Linked DNA regions of Sus scrofa: region 2 is linked to region 1. A link is a contact called in public promoter capture Hi-C data. All regions are on one chromosome and are shown on one strand. Each heading gives the region's core, a stretch centred on a gene start, on an enhancer-like site or on the middle of the called end of the contact. The rest is flanking DNA. Distances are from core to core; before and after follow the strand shown.

Region 1 (4,695 bases), core at 1,546-4,045:
CCTGAGGTCACCTGCGCGCCCTTGGAGGGCAGACGGTCAGCACACGACGCCGGTCCTGTGCCGGCTCTCATGGAGCTTGTGACCAACCAGCACCACCTTGGGGTCCTTCAGCAGGTGGCTTGGGCTCAGCCGGGGGACATCTGGGGCGCCCCCCACGACCTCGCGGCCTGGTGATTCTCCCTGGCAATCCGCCCCCGCGCCTCCCTGCGCACGAGGCCGGGGCCGCCGGGGCCGGAAGGAGAGCCTGGGAAGCAAACCCGGTCCCGAGGCTCGGCTTCTCTGCGGCCGGCTTCGCGCCTCAGTGGCCTCACTGAAAAGGGAGTTCCCGACAGTCCCCAGCTCGGGGGCGGGGGGGGGGGGGGGGGAGGATTAAACTGAGGTATTTATTCAGCACAGCGCTTGGCCTGTAATCAACACTTTGCGTATGAGCTTTTTTCCACTGCAGGGAGGCTTCCACGGCGAGATGTATGAACATCAGCACAGGCGTGCCTTCTCCGCTTCCTCATTTGTTAAAACCCATCTTCCTTTAAATCACAGACATGCATGCACGTTGTTTTATATCAACTTTACTGTCTGAGGATTTCATCTCAGCACCTTCTTCGTGTTGCTACGTGAGCATCATTCCGTCACCAGCTACACCCCAACCGACGAGCGGGTGTCCTCAGTCTTCCACTTCAATACGCAACACGACAACGCAAGGAGCACCCCTGCGCATCTTCGCAATAACGACTGTATTCTTCGGGACGTGCACGTCCATACCGCTTTCTAAAACCCCGTGTACCACCTCTCAGTGCCACAGCAAAGTAGTTTCACCTTTTTCTTGACCAACCCTGAGGATTCTAATTTGTTTTCTCCTGTACTAGGGAAAATCACGCCAGATACAGTTCCTTCTTAAGGCGCCATGAAGTGTCAGTTCCTAAGCTACTGCACATATTTCTCTTGAACTACTCTACTCTCACTGTGATACAGTAACAGAAACAATCCTCGGTGCTGATTTAGTAGCCGTAGTCTAATCAGCAGGGCAAATGACAGGGAGAAACGCACACACGGCGCCGAATGTTCATTTTCTTGTGTAAGTGAGAGATGGTAAGGGTGTGAGGGAAAATTAGCGTTTTGTTTCTCTGTAATTTTCATTTCCAGGATGTGCCCATTTCTCCAGGATGCCCAGACTGCGGGTAAAGAAGGGATAAGCCACTCTTAGTAAGAACAGCTCCATGGCGTCCTTAAGAAGGGCCATTCCGGAGAAGGGAAAATGAAAGTCCTTGGTTGCTTCCTTCTTGATAAAGATGACAATTCCCACCCACTGATGTGTCCAAGAGCTGAAAAATGTTAGAGTCGGCTTGGGGGGGGGCACCTATGGGCTGAGACAGAGATTGGGAGAGTCTAGACTAAGAAAAGTATTTAGAATAAATATGAACTGGGATTTTTTTTTTTTTAAGAGGTCAGATAGCAGTCTACTATAAGTGGGAAAAATGGTAGAAACAGTTTCACAACAAATCATGACAACAACTCCTTTTGCAAACCTGTACACAAGACGTTCTAGCAGCTGACCGTGTTGTCATCTTCTTGAAAACTGGGAGGGACTTCCCATCGTGGCTCAGTGGAAACAACTCTGGCTAGCATTCATGAAAATGCGGGTTCAATCCCTGGCCTCACTTAGTGGGTCGGGGAACTGGCATTGCTGTGAGCTGCAGTGTAAGTAACAGATGTGGCTTGGATCCCGTGTTGCTATGGCTGTGGTGTAGGCAGCCCTTCAACCCCTAGCCTGGGAACTTCCATATGCTGTGGGTGTGGCCATAAAAAGCAAAAAAAAGAAAAGAAAAAGAAAAAACTGGGAGCTGGAGTTCCTGTAGTGGCTCAGTGGCAACAAATCTGATTAGGATCCGAGAGGATGCAGATTTGATCCCTGGCGTCGCTCAGTGGGTAAAGGATCTGGTGCTGGCGTGAGCTGTGAGATAGGTCACAGACATGGGGGCTGTGGCGTAGGCCAGCAGCTATAGCTCTCATTTGACCCCTACCCTGGGAACCTCCACATGCCACGGGTTCAGCCCTCAAAAGACCAAAAAAAAAAAAAAAGTATCAAAAACTGGGAGCAAACATAATATACTTGCTACTGGGTAAGCAAAGTACAGTTTTGTATACACGGGACACACTGATAAACTTTTGGCCCAGGCCAAGGTTTAAAGTCAGGGCTGGGGTGGGGTGTGTGTATTGAAGGTAATACTCTCAGGACCAGAGGCTTCAAGTGTCACCTGGGAACTTATTCAATTAACAAATACTCAGGAGCCATCCTGGATCTACTGAACCAGAAACTCGGGGGTAGCAACCAGCAATCTGTGTTTTAACAAGACCTCTAAGGGATCCTGGGGCGCTCAAGTTTCACAATCACTACTCTAAAACAAAGGTTGGCACACTTCTAAAAACCAGAGAGTAAATATTAAAGCCTTTGCCGCCCAAGAGGTAATGCTGAGGTCACTGGGTAGATATGCACTCAAATGTTAAAAACCACTCTTAGCTCACAGGCTGTAAAAAACACAGCTGGCTGCTCCAAGGCGTCTCACCCCCCCCCGCCCCCCGCTGTCACACGCATAAATCCATACAATCCTTTCATAGTAGAACACAGAGCCTGCCAGAAAACACACTGTTCACATCTAAAATGATAAGTTTAGCTGTCCTACGCTAAGAGGAGAGTGTGAACTTAGAGCAGGAAAAAAAACCAACACACAAATGAGTACTTAAGGGCCCCTCGTGTGCACCTGCCAGCCGCTCCGCCGGCCGCTGTGAGGAACAGACGGGAGGCCCACGTGCAGCTGCCATGCTCGCCAGGTGCCCAGAACCCGCCTGTCACTTTTTCACCTGCTCTCAGTCAGTCGTCACGGACCCGCCTATGAGTGATTAGTCCCCATCTTACATTCGAGGAAACCGAGGCTCAGGGAGATGAAGAGCTTTCCCAGAGTCGCAGACTTTCTGCGTGGCCCCACAGCACCCAGCCCCCGGAAGGGGTCACTGACCTCAGGGCCTGTCATCTAATCGGGGGCCAAGATCAAGGGACATAACAGTACGAGAGAACAATAAAGAGCGAGATACAGAGAGCGAACAGTGGCTGCGTTCTAGATACGCTTTCGGTGTGGGCTAAAGAGCAAAGTCAAAACGGATTCCACCTCCAAGCTGCCGATGAGGAAGGGAAGCGTGGCGGGAGCATCGGGTCCCTCCCCCCAAGGCAGTCCACGTCCTAATTCCTGGCCGCGGTCCACACCTGTCTGAGGTTGCAGATGGAATTCGAGTGGTTCATCAGCTCAACGTGAGACGGGAAGCTTATCCTGGATCGTCAGGAGGGCCTGAGGACTACAGGTCCTTCAATGTGGAGAGGGAGGCAGAAGAGTCCGAGTCTGCTGTAGACTAAACTGTCCCCTCCCCAAGCCTTACCCCGGGACGACGGCCCTGGGGCGGCCCTTCGAGAGGAAATTAGGTGTGGATGTGGTGGGGGGGGGGGCTTTCAAGCTGGAATTAGAGCCCAAATAGGAAGAGACCCCAGCCAGCCCACTGGCTGGAGCTTACACTCTGGCTCTTTCTCCACCAAGTCAGGGCACAGCCAGAACAAGGGCAGGCCAGCGCCCTGACCTCAGACTTCCAGCCTCCAGAACTGTGACAGACAAGCGTCTGGTATTTTGTTACGGCACCTGCGCAGACTGAGAAAGACTCCACCAGCCCTTGCTGGCTTTGAAGATGGAAGGAGGCCACGAGCCGAGGAAGGCAGGCCCCTCTAGGAGCTGGAAAAGGCGGGGCAACCTTCTTGCCTCCGGGAAAGAAGTTGGCCCCGACACCTTGATTTCAGCCCCATGAGACCAGTTCAGACTTCCAAGCTCCAGAGCTTGCAAAGTAAATCAGAGCCATTTTCAGGCATCCCGTTTGTGGTCATCTGTTACAGCAGCCACCGAAAACTGACACAAGACAGTCAAAGGAGGCTAAGGCTGTGTCTAGTCTCAGCCTGATGGAGCTGCCAGGCAGCTCTTTCCTGGGACAGACAGCGTGTGTACAGACCAGGAGCAGGGCCGGAGAGCAGACAGGGCAGACACACAGTCCTGCCATGCTCACAAAGCAGGGAGCCACTAGCCAGCCTGGGGCAGAGACAGACTGCGGAGACTGGGGGATCAACTAGAGGTCAGACGGGGCCAACCCACAACAGATGAGGAAACGAGGCAGAAAAGTCACGCTGGCACGTAAATTAAGGAACACGAGACAGGAAGAAGTATACAGCAGTGTGAGGCATAAATACCAAATTATCTGCACTGTTCTTTAATTTTTTAAATTTTTTTATTTTTTGTCTCTTTAAGGCTGCACCTGCGGCATATGGAGGTTCCCGGGCTAGGGGTCGAATCGGAGCTGTAGCCGCTGGCCTACACCACAGCTGCAGAAACGCCAGATCCGAGCCGAATCTGCAACCTGGACCACAGCTCACAGCAACGCCGGGATCCTTAACCCCCTGAAGCGAGGCCAGGGATCGAACCTGCAACCTCATGGTCCCTAGTTGGATTCATTTCCACTGCACCACGAAGGGACCTCCTGCACTGTTCTGTTAGTAATACATAAAATGAGGCTCCTTCCTCACGCAAGCAGTCGTCCAAGGATGTTAAACGCTCTAACGATGAAACCACTATGGGGAACGTCTCTTGGACCCAACTGCCTTCAGAGCCA
Region 2 (4,391 bases), core at 1,535-4,034, 67 kb after region 1:
ATTATTAAAAGTAACAGAAAGCAGCATCATTTCGGCAAACAGCATGGCGCCAAGTTCAAACGCCAGCTCTTCAACTTCATCGGCTCTAAAACCTTGAGCACATTAACCTCTCTGAGCCTCAATTTCCTCATGTGTAAAGCAGAGATGAGGCCTAAACACTACAGATGTGAGGTTCACAGGACAGGGTAGGGGTCTGTTGGCGACAACAGTCCAACTACAAGTGTGCATATCAAAAAAAAAAATGTACACTTCAGTTGTAGGATACTTTTTAGCAGACAAAACCTATCTTGGAAACGAGAGGCTCACAAAGGCTAATCAGTTTAGAATTCGTTTTCTAATTCCACGATGTCCGTTTAAACACAGGACCAAGGACCTGCAAATTTGAAATGTTTCCGTTAAACGAACTTCATGTCACAATATCCACGCTCGGGTTTATTTCAGCACCAGAGCCTGCTTAAAATCAAAATATGAGGGCATCACCTGTTAATAAAACCATCTGCAGGACAAGTTTTGGTAATGGAGGGTGAACATCAAACACCTTGGAAGAGAGCTTTATTTAAAGGACTCCACAGTGATTTCGCTCAGAAAGGAAACAACTTTCAAATGTAGGTCTCACATAAATCCAAGCTCACAGATACCATCATCTTCAGGTGTGCACTGGATTTGCTTAAAGTGAGATAGACCTGTAATGATTTTAATTTTTTTTTTCCATTTTTGAGTCTTTAACCAAGGCTCGTGCTTAGACAGCAATATGGAGCAAGCCTGCAGTTTAATAAAATGACCAAATCTAGTCTCTTTTTAATCTGCTCAGTAACTGAGCTCCAGGGTAATCTGCAGAGCACACAAAAAAAGGGCTTTGGAACACACACTGTACACTAAAATGAATCAGGAGAGGGTATGTCAATTTTAACAGCAATTCCTATTTGCCTAGCCTTCCAACATCTGCCAGGGTTAATAATATTTAACCAGCCAACGGCAGTAGGGAACAGAAACAAAACTTTCAACACGGCTAAGTTTTCTTTTACAAACCTTTCTTCCCTTCAGAGATGCAGCTACCTTTTGGGTTGCAGTCACTCCATCAACATTGTTAATGCGGTATTCACAAAACACCGCGAACATTTTCCTCTTGCTTTTCAAGCAGCACTCCCGAAAAAACTTCTGAACGCTCATGCCCATCTGCCTCATTGGAAGGCATCCTTTTTAAGCCTTGCTGATACAAGAGAATTGAGCGATGTGGGATCACAGACGCGCACTACAAACGGTTTACAGGCAGCTCTCTTCCACCCAAAAAAGAAAAAGAAAAAAAAAGGGGGGGGAGGCAGAGGATGCCCTAGCCATACTTAAAACATTCAGAATGCTGAATCTGCTACTTTTGATTTAGCCTCCTATTGACTGTTTATGTCTACAAAGAAAAAAATTTCCATTGAGGGAAAACATTCTGGATTTTTTTTCCCCAAGCAATTCCTAACAGCAGCTGCTTTGTTCAAGTGGGCAAAAAAATGAGTGCCCTGGCTTAATTGAAGGCGCTCTGGTGACCTCCCTCCCTCACGCCATCCCAGTCATCTTCTTCTAAAATACCTAGTGTGCCCCATTTTAAGAATGTAACTGGACATGCTGGCCAGGCCAGACTGAATCATCTATTCAATGCAGGCACGTGACATAAACCAGTCACCTATTATCAGCCAAGCGCTTGACCGCAATGACCCTTCCAACCACCCCCGAGAGGATGCTAGTCCCATTCGACAGGTGAGGAAAATGAAGGCAGAGGGCTGGGCTCTCAAACTCGGACCCTCGGTCACAGGCTGCTTCGACTGTCCCCAAGCTTGCTGGTTCCTAAGTGCTCTCTCCGCAGGATGTGGAGGGCTTACTAGTTTAACCCTAGACGATGACTTTGCACCTTGACCAAAATCGGGCCTTTTCCAGGCTGGTGGCGAAGGGGGGCGTCCAGGGGCGCGAGCAGGTGAGACCCGCGTCCCTGGGGGGAGGGAGGCTAGCAAAGGCCTGGGGATCGGAAGCCGGGCTCCCCGGGCTCGCGCCGGGCGCGCTGCGGGGTGGCTCAGGCCTTCCCGGCGAAGGTGAGCACACCTTTCTCGGGCAGCCAGGGTCCCCCGGATCCACCCGAGCGTCGGCCGGAGCGGGGCCCAGGGCAGCGCCCAGGAGGCGCCGGGCAGGCGCACTTGGACAAGTTGGGAGGTGGGCGCCGGGGGACCGCGGGCAGCCGACGACCCCGGCCGCGGCGGACGAGCGGACCCCGCTCACCGCCCGCGTCGACTCCCGGGCCAAAGTTGGCGGCGCGGAGGGGCGAGGGGGCCGCCGGGGCCCGAGAGGGAACCGAGGGAGGGAGGGGTCCACAAAAGGCCCGAGGTAGCCAGCCCGCCCGCCGCCGTCCCCTCCGAGCCACCTCCACGGAACAAAGGGCTTCTGTTTCGGCTGCGTCCGCCCGGCCGCGTCCGGATTCCGAGGAACAGAAACTTTTCCCGGGATGCGGGAGCGGGGGCCCGGGGCGGGGGCGGGCTGGCGGGGCGGGCGCGGCGCTACCTGCGGCCGGAGCCGCCCGGCGAGGCCCGCGCGGCGCCGCTCACCTCCTCGATGGCGGCCACGGTGTTCCGGCACTGCGCCGTGCGCGTGGTGAAGCTCGAGGCCGTGGGCGCCTTGTAGTCCTCATGGGTCTCGGCCACGAATTCCGACACGGAGATCTGGTCCGGCATCGCCTCGACGCGCGGGCGGCCGGCCGCGGGGGAGCCGCCGCCTCAGCCGCCGCGCGGGCTCCCACCCGCCGCTCGGACGCCGCCGCCGCCGCCCTCGCCGCGCCCGCAGCTCGCCCGGCCCGCGGACAAAGGGAAGCGCCGGGGCGCGGGCCGCCGCCGCCGCCGCCGCGGGAGACGCACGAGCTGCCGCAGGGCGCAGGTCGGCCGCCCGCGGGGCCGGGCGGCGGGAGCAGGGGCCGCGCGCGCAGCCCCGCGCAGCTCGGGTCCGGCCCGTCCGCCCGCCGCGCCGAGGGCTCCGCCGCCGCCGCCTGCGCTCCCGAGCGAGCCCCGAGGCGGACGCGCACAGCCGGCGGGAAGTGCCCGCCACCCAGCCGCGGGCCCCGAGCGACTCCCGCGGAGAGGGGCGGGTCCGGGCCGGGGGCGGCGGCCGGCCGGGCGCGGGGCGGGGCGGTGCTGAGGGCCGGGCCGCCAATCCGCGCGCTCGCCGCCGCCGCCGCCGCCGCCGGGAAGCTGGGGCTGCAGGAAGGAAGGAAGGAGGCGCGCGCCCCGGCCCACCGAGCCGCTCGCCCGCCCGCCGCCGCGCGCCGCATTGTCTCGGCGTTCGGGCGCCCGCCGCGCGTCGGGGTTCGGGGTCGCGCCCCGCCGGGCCCGCGGAGCAGACGGGCCCGCATCCGACCCTGAGGGGACCCGCCCCGCCCTGGCCTGGACTCCCACCCGGGCTCCCGAGCGCGTGCCCGGCGGCGGCGGCGGCGCGCGCCCCCTCCCGGGCCGAGCCCGCGTCCGCCCCTCTCGTCCCTACCCCACCCCGGGCCTGGAGCCCTTCTGGGTGTCCCCCCGAAACCGCCGGGGATACCCGTCCAGGCGCGGGCGAACGTGTGAGCAGCTCGCCCCCTGCAGGACGCTGGGCTCGGCCGGGCAGATGCCTCCCGCCAGTTTGGGGTTCGGCAGGACAGGAACGAGAAATGACCACAGTGCTCTGGGGCGCTACGTATTGCCCCCCCCGCCACCCCCCCATTGTCACAACCTGTCAGGCGGGTAAAGAGAGGGCTATTGATTTTACACGGAAGACAAGCGGTGCTCCCGAGAGTACATGATTGAATGACCCGGTAGGGGTTCAAATCCATGTCCTCCTGGGGTGGCAGTCTGGGCGCTTCCAAGTACTTACAGGACCCCTGGTTAATGTCCCAGTCGTGTCTCCTTATCTCTTCCTGACAATCCTCCGTCCTTCTTGGTTAGTTGGAAATAGCTTTGGGGTACCAGGCCAGGACCCACTGTGGGAAGATAATAACCCTGAAGTGATACCCTGAAGGAAGTGGAGGGTACCCAGGCAGTGTGTGAGAGAAGCAGCAAGAACGTGCAGCAGAAGGGGGCAAAGCTCATCCATCCATAACTGATCCGGTAAAGAGTTTGCATCAGCACAGATTTTCATTGCACAGCTCTTAAGGAAACTCTCCCGGTTGTTTTTTAAAAATCTAGAAGCTCTGAAGACACTGGTCAAATAAAATCACACCCCATAACTCTACACCAGGCATGTGGCATGGTGTCTGTGGCTGCCAGCAATAAAACCAAGAGAAACTTTACAAAAAGCTTTTGTGCATCTGAATAGGAGGAAGTGTGAGAGACACTGGAAATTCAATATGTCAGACAAAGCAGTCGCCTGACGCTACAGGACAGTGGTGCAAA

What was found. Promoter capture Hi-C pulls out the DNA fragments that hold promoters and counts their contacts.
Region 2: a contact with region 1 is called in a promoter capture Hi-C map of liver, with 5 times the contacts expected there. The contact joins the promoter of ASAP2 here to the enhancer-like site in region 1. A contact is called at or near these places in 1 of 5 promoter capture datasets (liver), 7 of 47 Hi-C or Micro-C datasets (fetal skeletal muscle, liver, mesenteric adipose tissue and 3 more) and 1 of 2 datasets of contacts at active chromatin or transcription factors (skeletal muscle).

Annotation. Positions count from the first base shown.
Region 1 is chr3:127,013,611-127,018,305 of Sscrofa11.1, forward strand. All of the region lies in intron 2 of ASAP2 (arf-GAP with SH3 domain, ANK repeat and PH domain-containing protein 2), which reads right to left. Among named protein-coding and RNA genes, the nearest start is that of ASAP2, 67 kb to the right of the region's middle. Within about 2 kb of position 2,796, at least 16 of the 83 cell types and tissues checked have an H3K27ac peak or open chromatin away from gene starts, as enhancers often do. A contact at or near this core is called in liver, where this site is marked.
Region 2 is chr3:127,080,163-127,084,553 of Sscrofa11.1, forward strand. ASAP2 (arf-GAP with SH3 domain, ANK repeat and PH domain-containing protein 2) reads right to left here and starts at 2,785. Exons shown (of 28, transcript XM_021087867.1): 1 at 2,583-2,785. The coding sequence starts at 2,708.